Regions from separate parts of the Pan troglodytes genome. Here all the other regions are linked to region 2. The links are chromatin contacts, called in public Hi-C maps. All regions are on one chromosome and are shown on one strand. The core of a region is the stretch at or near the end of the contact, and the rest is flanking DNA. Distances in the headings are between cores, read along the strand shown.

Evidence for each region. Hi-C and Micro-C count contacts between places; a contact is called where the count stands out from the background.
Region 1: a Hi-C map of induced pluripotent stem cells shows a contact between it and region 2, with 2.3 times the contacts expected there. The contact joins the promoter of COL1A2 here to the promoter of TFPI2 in region 2. A contact is called at or near these places in 2 of 7 Hi-C or Micro-C datasets (both in induced pluripotent stem cells).
Region 3: a contact with region 2 is called in a Hi-C map of stem cell-derived neural progenitor cells, with 2.0 times the contacts expected there. The contact joins the enhancer-like site here to the promoter of TFPI2 in region 2. A contact is called at or near these places in 2 of 7 Hi-C or Micro-C datasets (blood and stem cell-derived neural progenitor cells).

The regions. Positions count from the first base shown.
Region 1 is chr6:103,770,012-103,773,870 of NHGRI_mPanTro3-v2.0_pri, forward strand. COL1A2 (collagen type I alpha 2 chain) reads left to right here and starts at 2,343. Exons shown (of 52, transcript XM_001168894.7): 1 at 2,343-2,531. The coding sequence starts at 2,462.
Region 2 is chr6:103,263,857-103,268,324 of NHGRI_mPanTro3-v2.0_pri, forward strand. TFPI2 (tissue factor pathway inhibitor 2) reads right to left here and starts at 3,047. Exons shown (of 5, transcript XM_001168275.7): 1 at 2,913-3,047; 2 at 2,459-2,641; 3 at 1,356-1,544. The coding sequence starts at 3,000.
Region 3 is chr6:103,603,325-103,607,749 of NHGRI_mPanTro3-v2.0_pri, forward strand. No RefSeq gene overlaps it. Among named protein-coding and RNA genes, the nearest start is that of COL1A2, 170 kb to the right of the region's middle. Within about 2 kb of position 1,722, at least 8 of the 24 cell types and tissues checked have an H3K27ac peak or open chromatin away from gene starts, as enhancers often do. A contact at or near this core is called in stem cell-derived neural progenitor cells, where this site is marked.

The DNA.
Region 1 (3,859 bases), core at 1,093-3,592, 510 kb after region 2:
CCAGAAGCGTTATCAGATAACCTCACTGAAGGGTATTTGGAGGGTTTCTTTCATAAATCTGTTGCATTACGACCCTGAGTCATTTTGCTCAGAATTAGTCTCTGACTCTCAGCAACACAGGACAAATACACACATATGCCCTGCAAAGGCAATTCAGCACAGTGGTAACAATGATTCTTAGAAATCATTTCTCACTCTTCTGATATGCAGGAAAAAATTCGTTATGATGCAGTATTGAAGTTTTTCTTTCCTGATAAAAATGATTTCCACTTTAAAAGTTTTTTGTTAGTTCTGTAATGGTGATATTTCAGGGAAATGTTAAAAATGTTCTTGGAATATACAATTCAACCTCAGGTCTTTTGTTGTTGTTGTTCCTAGAACCTAGAAAACTTCAAACATTGTTGCCTAGTTAGAAAAAAATTTGAATGTGGATTGCTCCCTGTAAACCCCCTTCTAGGAATGACTAGTAACCCTTTCAAATTCTTTCACTCCCAGATACTTCAAAAAATCATCCAACGTGGTCTCCCAAGTCAGTGCCTTTAATTAGAATAAAACAAGAGTTTATTATAGTTTTTGGTTATCCACTTTTACTTGCATTAACCTTTTTTTCTTCTTTTACATTTAGAAAGAGTAGCCTGCTTTAGAATAGTCCCTTTTATTTACAGAAGCTGCTGATGGAGTTAACTTCTGCAGAAATTCTTCCTTAAGGCAAAGCAAAAAAAGCGGGGAGGGGGTGGGGGGAAGGAAGGGAAAAAGATTCTCAGGCAACTACAGCCCACTTGCTTCTGTTTCTTAGAGACAGAACTGACCTAAAGATGCCCCCTTTGCGATGACTTCTGGGATAGAGCAGCACTCTAACTAGGCCCCCGCTGCCTCATGGGGACCTTAGGCAAGTAGAGGAGAGGCCTGACACACACACACACACACACACACACACACACAGCCTTTCAAACCTAGGGCCTGGAATGCCATCTCAAGAGGCTTTAGAAAAAGGCACAGGACCTTTGGCCTCCCACCTCAGGGTCAAAGTACCAGTTCCTCCTCTCCCTAGTAGGGAGTGGAGGGTTGGATGGAGGCGGCCAGAGAAGAGGGAAGTTGGGTGCTGGGGAGAGAGTTAACATCCACGTTGGTGGGCGCACTGCTTGGGGTGTTACCAGCGAAGACTACGAAGACCCCAAGCTCGAATCAGAAGGGCCTCTGGATGTGCTAGGGGAGATGCTTGGGTGTGGCTGTAAGAGATGGGACAGAGAGTAAGCAGCAAGGTCAAGAGGGACCGGGGGGCTCACGGGAGGGTTGAAGGGTCCAGGCTCAGGGTAGAACTGGTAAATCCAGACAAGGAGCCCATGGAGAAGGGGAGGGGAGACTGGAAACCATGAAAGATCCCCCACCGCAGCCTCAGAAAGGAGAGACTGAGAAATAAGTTCTCGGTCTCCAGGTCGGTTGGAGTCGTGTCGGAGTGCCAGACCATCCCCCAAAAGACCCTCTTTGGAATGAGCCTCAGCAAAGGCAAGCTAGGAGGTCGAAGGACTTCCCCAGGTGACTCGGTCTAGTCTAGAGTTCGCAAAGCCTATCCTCCCTGTAGCCGGGTGCCAAGCAGCCTCGACCCTGCTCCCCAGCCCACCTGCCAACAAAAGGCGCCCTCCGACTGCAACCCAGCCCTCCACAGACAGGACCCCCCCTTTCCCGAAGTCATAAGACAAAGAGAGTGCATCACTGCTGAAACAGTGGGCGCACACGAGCCCCAAAGCTAGAGAAAAGCGGGACGGGGCTGGGGGCGGGGTGCAGGGGTGGAGGGGCAGGGAGGCGGGCTCCGGCTGCGCCACGCTGTCGAGTCTTCCCTCCCTCCTTCTCTGCCCCCTCCGCTCCCGCTGGAGCCCTCCACCCTACAAGTGGCCTACAGGGCACAGGTGAGGCGGGACTGGACAGCTCCTGCTTTGATCGCCGGAGATCTGCAAATTCTGCCCATGTCGGGGCTGCAGAGCACTCCGACGTGTCCCATAGTGTTTCCACACTTGGAAAGGGCGGGGGAGAGCGGGAGGATGCGGAGGGCGGAGGTATGCAGACAACGAGTCAGAGTTTCCCCTTGAAAGCCTCAAAAGTGTCCACGTCCTCAAAAAGAATGGAACCAATTTAAGAAGCCAGCCCCGTGGCCACGTCCCTTCCCCCATTCGCTCCCTCCTCTGCGCCCCCGCAGGCTCCTCCCAGCTGTGGCTGCCCGGGCCCCCAGCCCCAGCCCTCCCATTGGTGGAGGCCCTTTTGGAGGCACCCTAGGGCCAGGGAAACTTTTGCCGTATAAATAGGGCAGATTCGGGCTTTATTATTTTAGCACCACGGCAGCAGGAGGTTTCGGCTAAGTTGGAGGTACTGGCCACGACTGCATGCCCGCGCCCGCCAGGTGATACCTCCGCCGGTGACCCAGGGGCTCTGCGACACAAGGAGTCTGCATGTCTAAGTGCTAGACATGCTCAGCTTTGTGGATACGCGGACTTTGTTGCTGCTTGCAGTAACCTTATGCCTAGCAACATGCCAATGTAAGTGCCTTCAGCTTGTTTGGGGGAGACTGGGTAGAGAGGTTAGATGGGAGGGCACCCTGCCCTGAAAAGGAAAACCCGTAACCTGAATTCCAGGTACACTTGGAGGGCAGACTCTCAGGCATGTGGGAAAACGCCGGAATTGATAAGAAACATGGAAATTACTTTAAAAAATGAAAACATAAAAGCCTTGCCAAAAGTTAGGGAACTTTTCCTCTAAGTTCAGAGTGAGACGGTTAACTCGGTCTGGCTCCTCAGCTTAGTAACCCCCAAAGGGAGCGGAAGGTCTTTTTCCCTAAGGATGAGATATTAACGACCAATGTGGTGGAGGAAGTCAAGGGCCTGCACCCCACAGGCCCCATAACCGCACTGATGTCCACCTTGTAAAACTTGAGGCCTGCGTTAGAAAACCCTTCAACTGAGTAATGTAAAACTCACCTCCTAAGAGCTTTTATCTTCTGGGCATTGTAAGGCTTGTCCGGAGGAGGAGGATGACGATGCTGATATGATGATGGTTATAAGGCGCCCTCTGGAGGAAGGAAAATGAAAGTACAGGGGACAGGGCCTTAAGCAAATGGAATCCCAATTAAAGCTTCTACGGATTTATACAGATTAATGATCAGCATTTCTGGTTGGAGCCTTTCCCAGTGGCTAGTCAGTGAACCCTGGAAAGAAGAATGGATGCTACTTGGAGTGGGTACATTCTGAAAAGTAATATAAGTGTCTCAATTCACTTTCTAGTCATGGAAATGGTAACATTTTTTAACTCAAATCTGCTCTAAATTTTGTTTGAGCCTGAGAATTACCCCTTTGACATGTTCCCAGTGATAAGCAAACATTATGAACGCAGCAAGTTGAGAAATATCAACATTGAGATGAGACTCAAGAGACCGGGGTTTTTCCCATGAGTCTGACACCAATTTGCTGCGTGACTTTGGGCAAGTCAAACGGCCTTTTCTAAAATGCGAGACAGAGATTAAAGGGACCCCAAGGCCACTTTCCAGCTCTAGGTTCCATGGCCAGACTTTCATGTCAACAGAGAATGAAGAAGATCAGTCCGTTTTCATCTTGAAAATGGCTGCCAAAGTGCTAGACAAAGATATTGACTAGATGGGGGATGGTATTGTCTGACCACACCCAGTACTCCAAAAAGTTGTTCCATCCACACAGCACGGTGTCTACCACTGCATAATTTCTAATGCATTTGTGTGTTTGTGTGTGTGTGTGTGTGTGTGTGTCTGTGTGTCTGTTCCCCCTTCATTCACTTTTAGTATACATACTGTGGATACTAAGGAGTAATTGCAGTGAACAAATTCACATTACTGAGT
Region 2 (4,468 bases), core at 1,797-4,296:
ACAGAAGTTAAACCCAAATACCAGATATGGTTAGGTAAAAATGGGGTAAGTTTCAAGGACAATATGTGGCATGATTTGGTAAATTTTGTCGTGTTGGTAGTTTTGCTTTAATGTTTTTAACAGCTCTCATTCCATTATTAATCAATAATATATGCATACTAATTTCCAGGTAACCACTGGAGCAAACATTTATATGTACACAAACAAGAGAACATCCACAGTAACCATCACCACATTAACTCAAGATTTTGCATATTCAACACAGTACAGCTATAAAGCTTTATCAAATTCTCTGCCAAAGCAAGTTTTCCTTGTTTGTTGAACTTTTCAAAAATCTCTGTGTCTGGGGGAAATGCCTGTATTGTCTCCCTCTGCAAACATTAAATACTACACAAGAGACTATCATTTCAAGGATTCAGGGGTGGTGGTGGGAGAGGTAACAAATGGATAGGACAGAAACGTGTGGAGATGTTTGTGCTGCAATTTGCAATTACTGAAGAATACAGAAATCTAACCGAAAACTTTAGAAAGAAATTTTCAAGTTTCACCATCTTAATTCTGTATATATTCCACTATCTCACATGTATAACTGATTGTGTACAAATCTGAGATCATAACATTCATTAATGAATACTTTAATCTTTTATGCATAAATTGAGTAGCTGAGAAATAGTTCTAAAGAAACAATTCAGGGCTGGGTGTGGTGGCTTACACCTGTAATCCCAGCATTTTGGGAGGCCGAGGTGGGCAGATCATGAGGTCAGGAGATCAAGACCATCCTGGCTTACACGGTGACACCCCGTCGAAAGAAAAAAGAAAGAAAGAAAGAAAAGAAAGAAAGAAAGAAAGAAAGAAAGAAAGAAAGAAAGAAAGAAAGAAGGAAGGAAGGAAGGAAAGAAAGAAAGAAAGAGAAAGAAAAAGAAAGGAGAGAAAGGAAGGAAGGAGAGAAAGAAAGAGAAAGAGAAAGAGAAAGAGAAAGAAGAAAAAAGAAAAAAAAAATTAGCTGGGCATGGTGGCGGGCGCCTGTAGTCCCAGCTACTCAGGAGGCTGAGTCAGGAGAATCGCTTGAACCCGGGAGGCAGAGGTTGCAGAGAGCCGAGATTGTGCCACTGCACTCCAGTCTGGGCGACAGGGCGAGACTCCGTCTCAAAAACAACAAATCAGAAGAGGCAGAAAGCAAAAATTTGAATCATGGCTTTGTCACTTTCCAGTCCTAAGAACTTGACAAGTCACTAACTTGTCAAGTAATGTGAAATCATGAGAATGCACATGTTAATTTCGCATCAAATTGAGTTTTTTCCACCCAAATGTCTTTTCAAAAAAGTGAAATAGAAATACATAAAAATCGTATTTACTTTTCTTTGGTGCACAGAAGCCCATACAAGTAGCTTCATCTGGAAACCTGTTCTCAATCCGGTTCCGGTGACACCCACCGGAAAAGAATTTTTCACATGTCATGGAACTTAGATTAAAGAAATACTTTTCTGTGGACCCCTCACACTGGTCGTCCACACTCACTTGCAGCCGGCAAACTTTGGGAACTTCTAGGAAAAGGAGGGTAATAGAACAATGTTAGTCAAAAGTAGCCTTCTTATTAAACCATCACTGTATTTTCAGCAACATTTTGTGGGGGGAGAGAAGTTGTATTAGTGTTGGGATAGTAAATACCCAGAATACTCCCATGAATCCAGATATTTACTTTTTTTTTTTTTTCTAACAGTGTATTCAGAGCTGACTCAGCTGTGACGTATCTTTCAAGTTCAGTAGAAAGACTCTCTGTTTTCTCTGGGTGTTCTCTGATTGTACATATGCAGTGAATCAAAGCTTATTCATATGAATACGCATTTTCCCCTGGCACAGTTCCTTGAATGGAAAAGCCCCATGTTCTCTTACAGGCCTTAACCGATATAATTTAAAAATTAAAAATAAATTAAAATATAACAGTATTATGAATCTCCACCATATCCCGCAACTAATCCAACACGTTTGGGTATCGGGACAAAAGTAGAGTTATTTAATGAGCTAAGTCACACTTCAATAATAAAATCCACTAAAAATATTTCAGATTGATGGATAATTGACAGAAGGAAATGATGTACTCCAGGAGAGATAAAAATCATAGGTTTGGAATTAATGAAAAATACAGAGAAGCACTTACGTTGTACCTAACACGTTATTCTCTTGCATTTATTATACCCCATGGTGAGGGAACAAATCTTTCCCTGAGTCCGCACAGGCACTGAATTATGATCAATGTCAGTTGGGAGACAGGAAATGTGTTAGTGGTTGTAAATTTGTGATTAATTTTAAGAAACTGAAAACCATGAGGTTTGCTTAACACTTGAGAAAACCCAGGCTAAAACTTCCTGTAGAAAGCGAGACGTGGGAAACTGGCGAAGTTGCTACCAGCCGCCGGCGCAAGGAGCGCGAGAGTCCTGGGTGCGCGCAGGGCACTTACTTTCTATCCGCCAGCAAGCCTCGTCGCAGGCCTCCCAGGTGTAGAAATTGTTGGCGTTGCCCTCGCAGCCCCCGTACAGGAACTGGCGGCAGCTCTGCGTGTACCTGTCGTAGTAGTAACGGAGAAGTAGGGCCCGGCAGGGTCCGTAGTCTAGGGGCAGGAGACAGATCTCCGCGTTATTTCCTGAAGAAGGGGCAGAAGGAGAGCAAAAGAGAGGGAAAGTGGTCAGGCGTAGCTCCTAGGAGGAAAGAGCATCCCGGGGAGTTCTGTCCCCTTCCGAGCGGAGGGGCCTCTGCAGAGAAAGTGCAAACTTGGGAGCGAGTCCCCCCTGCCAGCGGAGCGCGCGGCAGGGACCTGGAGAAAGCGAGGCTTGGAGGGCGCCTACACGGGGCCCCATGGCCCGCTGCGCCCTCTCCGCCGGTTGGGGAGAGAGGCTCCTGGAGCGGCCAGATACCTGTTGGCTCCTGAGCAGCATCGCCCAGTGCAGCCTCCGTCAGGAAAAGCAGCAGAATCGACAGCCCCAGGGGGCGAGCGGGGTCCATGGTGCAGGGGGTCGGGCGGCCCGCTGGGCAAGGCGTCCGAGAAAGCGCCTGGCGGGAGGAGGTGCGCGGCTTTCTGCTCCAGGCGGCCCGGGTGCCCGCTTTATGCGGGGCGAGCGTCCGGCCGACCCCCGCCGGGGCGGAGCCTGAGGGGTGGCTGATTCATGCACGGGGACTGTCACCCCGCCGCCCCCGCGCTGCAAACTGTGTAAGAGGGAGAGGAATTCCCCGCCAAGTTGAAAAGTTGAACCTGCCTCCCAAACTTTCTCCTGTAGTCCAGACGGGGACGCCCTGAGGGAGCGTTTGTGTCAGTAATGGGAAATCTGCAAGCTAGACGGAAATGACCTGCTAGTGATTGCGCTGTAAAGAAGCCGGAATCCACCTCGTGAAGGCATGAAGTTCAGGTATTTGAAGGGCTGGTGGAGAGAAAGTGCGGAGTTCTTGGGTCAGAGCGGAGCGGGATTCGTTGCAATGGACCTTCAGATTAGATTAGAAATGTAAATAAGTGTATATTTATATTTATACACACAGATTTCAATCGAGTTCTAATTTACATTTAATACAGGCTTATAATATATCGTAGGTGGACAGTTTGATAAATTTTGACAACTGTGTAACCACCAATAAAGAATTAGAACATTTTGGCTGGGCGCGGTAGCTCGCGCCTGTAATCCCAGCACTTTGGGAGGCCAAGGCGGGTAGATCACCTGAAATCAGGAGTTCGAGACTAGCCTGGCCAACATGGCGAAACCCCGTCTCTATTAAAAACACAAAAAATTAGCCGGGCGTGGTGGCGGGCGCCTGTAGTCCCAGCCCCTCGGGAGGCTGAGGCAGGAGAATGGCTTGAACCCAGGAGGCGGAGGCTGCAGTGAGCCCAGATGGCGCCACTGCACTCCAGTCTGGGCGGCAGAGTGGAACTCCGTCTCGAAACGAAGAAAAAGAAGAAGAAGAAGAAGAAAAAAGAGTTAGAACATTTCCATCACTCCAGAAAGCTCCTGCAGACTTTTTCCTAAATCAATCCTTCCATCCTTAGGCCAGGGGCAAACACTCTTCTCATTTCGATTACCATAGATTAGATTTGCCTATTCTTGAATTTCATATAAACGGAATTATAAAGTATTCACTGTGTAGTATTTCTTTCTCACACTTCCTGTTTTTGAGATACGCCCAGGTCACTGCATCAATAGTCTCTTTTAATTCCTGCGTAGTCCAAGGTATGAATTTACCAAAACGTATGAATATCCCACAATGTATAAATATGTTGCTGTGTGTATCAATAGTCTGTTCCTTTAAATCATTGAGTAATATTCTAATATATCACAAATGTCTTATTACTGGAATTTGTGTTGTTTCTAGTTTGTTTGGGGGCTCTTATGAAAAAAGCTGCTTTGTGTGGACCTGCAATTTTTATTACTCTTGGATAAAATACTTAGAAATGTTAGACACTGCCAAAGGATTTTTTCAAGATGAT
Region 3 (4,425 bases), core at 472-2,971, 340 kb after region 2:
ACAAATTGTTTTCAGTTGATTCTTTTTCCCATGCCTTCTAGGGAGGGCACATCCCATCCAGTCAACAAGTTATATCATTTCTCAGCTCCTCAGTTTTCTCATCTATTAAATGAGATGTGTGGACTAAATATGAAGTTTTCAAAATTTTTAGTTATTCTAGTTGATGAGATACCTTTCATTCAAATGCAAATTTCACAGGAGCTCAACTATTAAAAATGCATAAAATTGAAGCTACTCTATTTAAAGTGGGCTTGGGTAGGGAGTAAAACTTTACCTACCTCACTAGATCAGAATAAAATACAAGTTACTCGGTTAATATCTTATGATTCTACATAGAAACTTGTTGTTTTTCAAAATCCATGTAAGCAAAAATGGAAGCCTTTCCTGATAATTAAAGTGATAAAAAGGAAATTTTAATAGTATTATTTGTTTACCGGCTTCATTTCACTGGTTATTTTAAAGCTAGGTTTTTTAAAAATTGGCTTAAGTTTCCTATTGCAAAACTTTTCTACAGAGCCATATTTCATTTAAAAAAAAAGTGTGGTATTGTGAAAGGAGAGTAAGAATTTTTAAGTGCTGAACTGAGGAGGAGATAAAAATAATAGCTAATGAATACTGAGGACCTAGTTATGTACCAGTTCAATAGTTCTAAGCATTTTATATGGTTTAGCCCATTTAATTCCCATGACGATCACATGAAATCAAATAGCTATTTATAATATACTATTTTAAAGATGAAAAATACCAAAAAAACTTTAAGCAATTTGATCAAGGTCATATAGTTTAGTAAGCAAAGCCTCTGGGATTTGAACTTGGAGAGTCTGGAGCTCTACTGATGTGGCCCTTAAATATTTCAAGGATTATATGATATTTTAATAAATAAAGAAAACTCCATAGAAGCATACATAAAGTAATAATGTAAAATCATGTAGATATAAATTAAGTTCCTTAAAATCTCTAGAGTCTAGAGAACATACTAGCTGATGATTAGGAGGTTAAAAAATATTAGTTCTTCTTTCATGGTGACTAGTATTTACTTCTAACTTTCAACAGTTTATTAATTTTTAAAAAGAAACAAAATATTTAACTGTACTTTTTTTTTTACAAAGCAGACTATTGCAAATTATAGATAATATTTTGACCCTTTTGAAGAAAACCTGCATAGAGTGTTAGATTTAATCTTAATAATGCTTTATTTTCTACAATAAGTCTGTAAATAAGTTCAAGATCATCTGCTGTGTGATCTCTTCTCTTGCAGGAAAGGAGAAAAAAAAATGATAGTAGTCGCTGCAAGGTAAAGGCTTATCAATGTCCCTTTAGGAGTGCTACTCTACTTTCCTTTGAGAATATCCCCATCTTGTGGAATCTCCTATGCCCTGAGGGCACGTTATGGGCAATTCTCCTCTGCATTTCAGCCAGGGGGCTGGAGATTCCTCAGATAAGTGTAATCCCTGATGATCTGGGCAAAAATCCGATTCCGAAGAGGTGTCTACACATTTTGAGTACATATGCCCCAAAGCATGCCAATGACAGTCCTAGAGTTGTTCAAATGGCTCCAGATTCTTTTTGAAGTCTCATCTCCTGTGTGTTCTGATTACTTTGGCTTACCAGCAGGACGACTGTTTTGCTAAATTAATGCACAAGACATGTGAAGGAGATGAATGCCCTTCCTGTTGAGAGCCAGCAGGAAGGCTGGCTGCTGAGGCAGATGCTGTCTGTTTAAACACCTCCCGCTCACAGCCTAAGTGCCCAAACCCTGTGGAAGAATGCCTGATTCAGGAACCAAGGTTGTCAAACGAGATCACATTAACTGCTTTGGCAGCTTTTCTCTCTCTCCGACTCAATGCTGTTTTGTGGTTTGCAGTGGGTGTTCTTTACCATGGCATTAAATTCACAACACAAGAGGCGTAATAGTCAGGCTCCTGCTTTGAAAGAGATGAGGTTATCTATGGAATAATTAGCCCATATCTGAAAAGAGGAGAGATAAATCAAAACCTTCGCAGTGACGAGTTGTTTTCAACTGGTCAATTCACATTGTTTATAATACGAAGACAACCCATCCATTAAGCATCCACCATTTTAACGTTTAAGAATAAGGACAGTTGATATTCTTGTTTAGGATTTCTAGTGCACATGGACGAACGTTGCATTTTTTTTAAATGTAGTCAATTTTTTAAAAAAGTAGCTTAAGACAAGAGCCATGACATCAATTTTGTGAGAAGAAAAATCATCTGTTTTAAAAAATGAAAAAGAATAAAGAATTAAAACATTCTCAATCCGCATTTTATTTTATGGTCAACAAGAGATATTTATTTGATACAACAATACAGTTAGTGTTCCATCCAACAACTAGAACAAAAGGAATAAAACTTTGAATATGTACATAAAAACTCAAGATATTTAATGTGACAAGTATATACATTTAAAATAATGCTCTTAAAATTCCTTAGTTATTGAAAATATAAAAACAAAAAGATGTTCATAGAAACAGAATGCATGAAACCAAATATCAAAGTTTGAGCAAATTAATATGTGAGGCAACTTAGCTAACAATGCATGATTTTCTTGTTTACAATCTACTAAAAATATCTTTATATCAACTGCCTGGCAAAATAGGTTTAATAAACTCAGACACCTACCGACAGAATTACTTTCTTTTGAGCTGGTAGTGACCACAGAAATGTCAGATCATTTCTCTGAATGAAGCATTTTATTCAAGTAACACAAAACTTCCAGACACATTTTCATAATATATTTAATCATTTCTTCATGCGATATTTATAGATAATTTGAATTTTCTGGTGTAGTTACGTGGATATATTGTGTAGTAGTGAAGTCTGAGCTTTTAGTGTAACCATCACCTGGATAATGTACATTGTACCCATTAGGTAATTTTTCTTCCCTCAGGATCCTCCCTCCTCCCACCCTTGAGAGTCTCCAATGTCTTACTCCACAACCTGTCCACGTGTACACATATTTAGCTCCCAACTATGAGAACATGTGATATTTCACTGTTTCTGAGTTATTGCACTTACGTATTATGTAATATATAACACACTTCATACATGTAACATACATGGAAGGTGTTGAAACAAAGTAAAATCATGACCCCCTACCCCATTTACCTAAATATTACCTACCCTATATACCAAAGTACCTGTGCAGTCCTCTAATATCTTCTCTCACCTCCTTATCACCAATTATTCTGAAATATGTTTCTCTTTTTAAATTTATTTTTAATTCACAAATAAAAATTCTCTATATTTATCATATACAAAACAATGTTTTGAAGTATGTGTACATTGTAGAATGGCTAAATCCAGCTAACATATACATAACAATGCATGTGTTTCTCATTCTTAATGTTAATATTCAGGTCCATATCCATTATTAAAAAACCTCAGGACCAGATGTATTTCAGATTCAGATTGTTTTTATCAATTTCAGAAAGATTATATAGGGCATATCTTATATATTATGATTATTCCCAACAGAGTCTAGAGAGAATTCAGTAGTCAAACTCATCAATATATCCCAGGGCACAATGGGTGAACATTTACATCTGCTATAAATAAACACTATGAATAGCCTTATGTTGTCTGTTTTTGCCACCAAACGCGGTTGCGTATAAAAACAAACTTTCACATCTCATGGCCTTATGGATTTTGGAATTCCAGCTAAAGAGCTTAGATCTGCTGTTTAACTTATCAAACTTTTCTCATTTAGTTAATCCTTTATGTATTTTGTTTAAGAAACCTTTCTACTCTGAAATAATAAAGGTATTCATTTAAATTTTTTTCTCACTTGTAAAGTTTTATCTTTCCTAATATATTTAATTTATCCAGAAATCTTTTTTGTATATAAGAATGAATTCTATTTTCTTTTCTCCTCTATGGATAAATAACTATCACTGTAAAATTTATAAAACTCCATCTCAGTTATATATCTTATTTCTGTACATGAAGAGGTACATATATCTTACTTCTGGACTCACTGTTGCACAAATTTTTATCTTTGCACTAAGACCACACTATTTTAATTAGCTTAGCTTGATAGCAGGCCTGGTAGCTGGTAGAGCTATTCTCTTAACCTTATTCTTATTCATCAGGAGTGCCCTGGCTCTTCTTGACCCCTTGATCTTCTATTCAAATATTATCATAAACTAGTCAGGTTCCTCAAAAACCACTTTTGGGAGTAGGATTGGATTTTCCCTGAAACTCTCATTTAATTTAAAGAAAATTGACATCTTAGCAATATTGATTTTTCCTAACTGTGAATATGGGCACCTCTCTGCATTTATTTTTTTAATGTATTTCAATAAAATTTTATAATTTTCTCTATACTGGCATTGCACATATTTTGTTACACTTATTCCTGAGTACATTATCATTTTTGTTTATACTGAAAATGGTGGGTTTAAAGTTT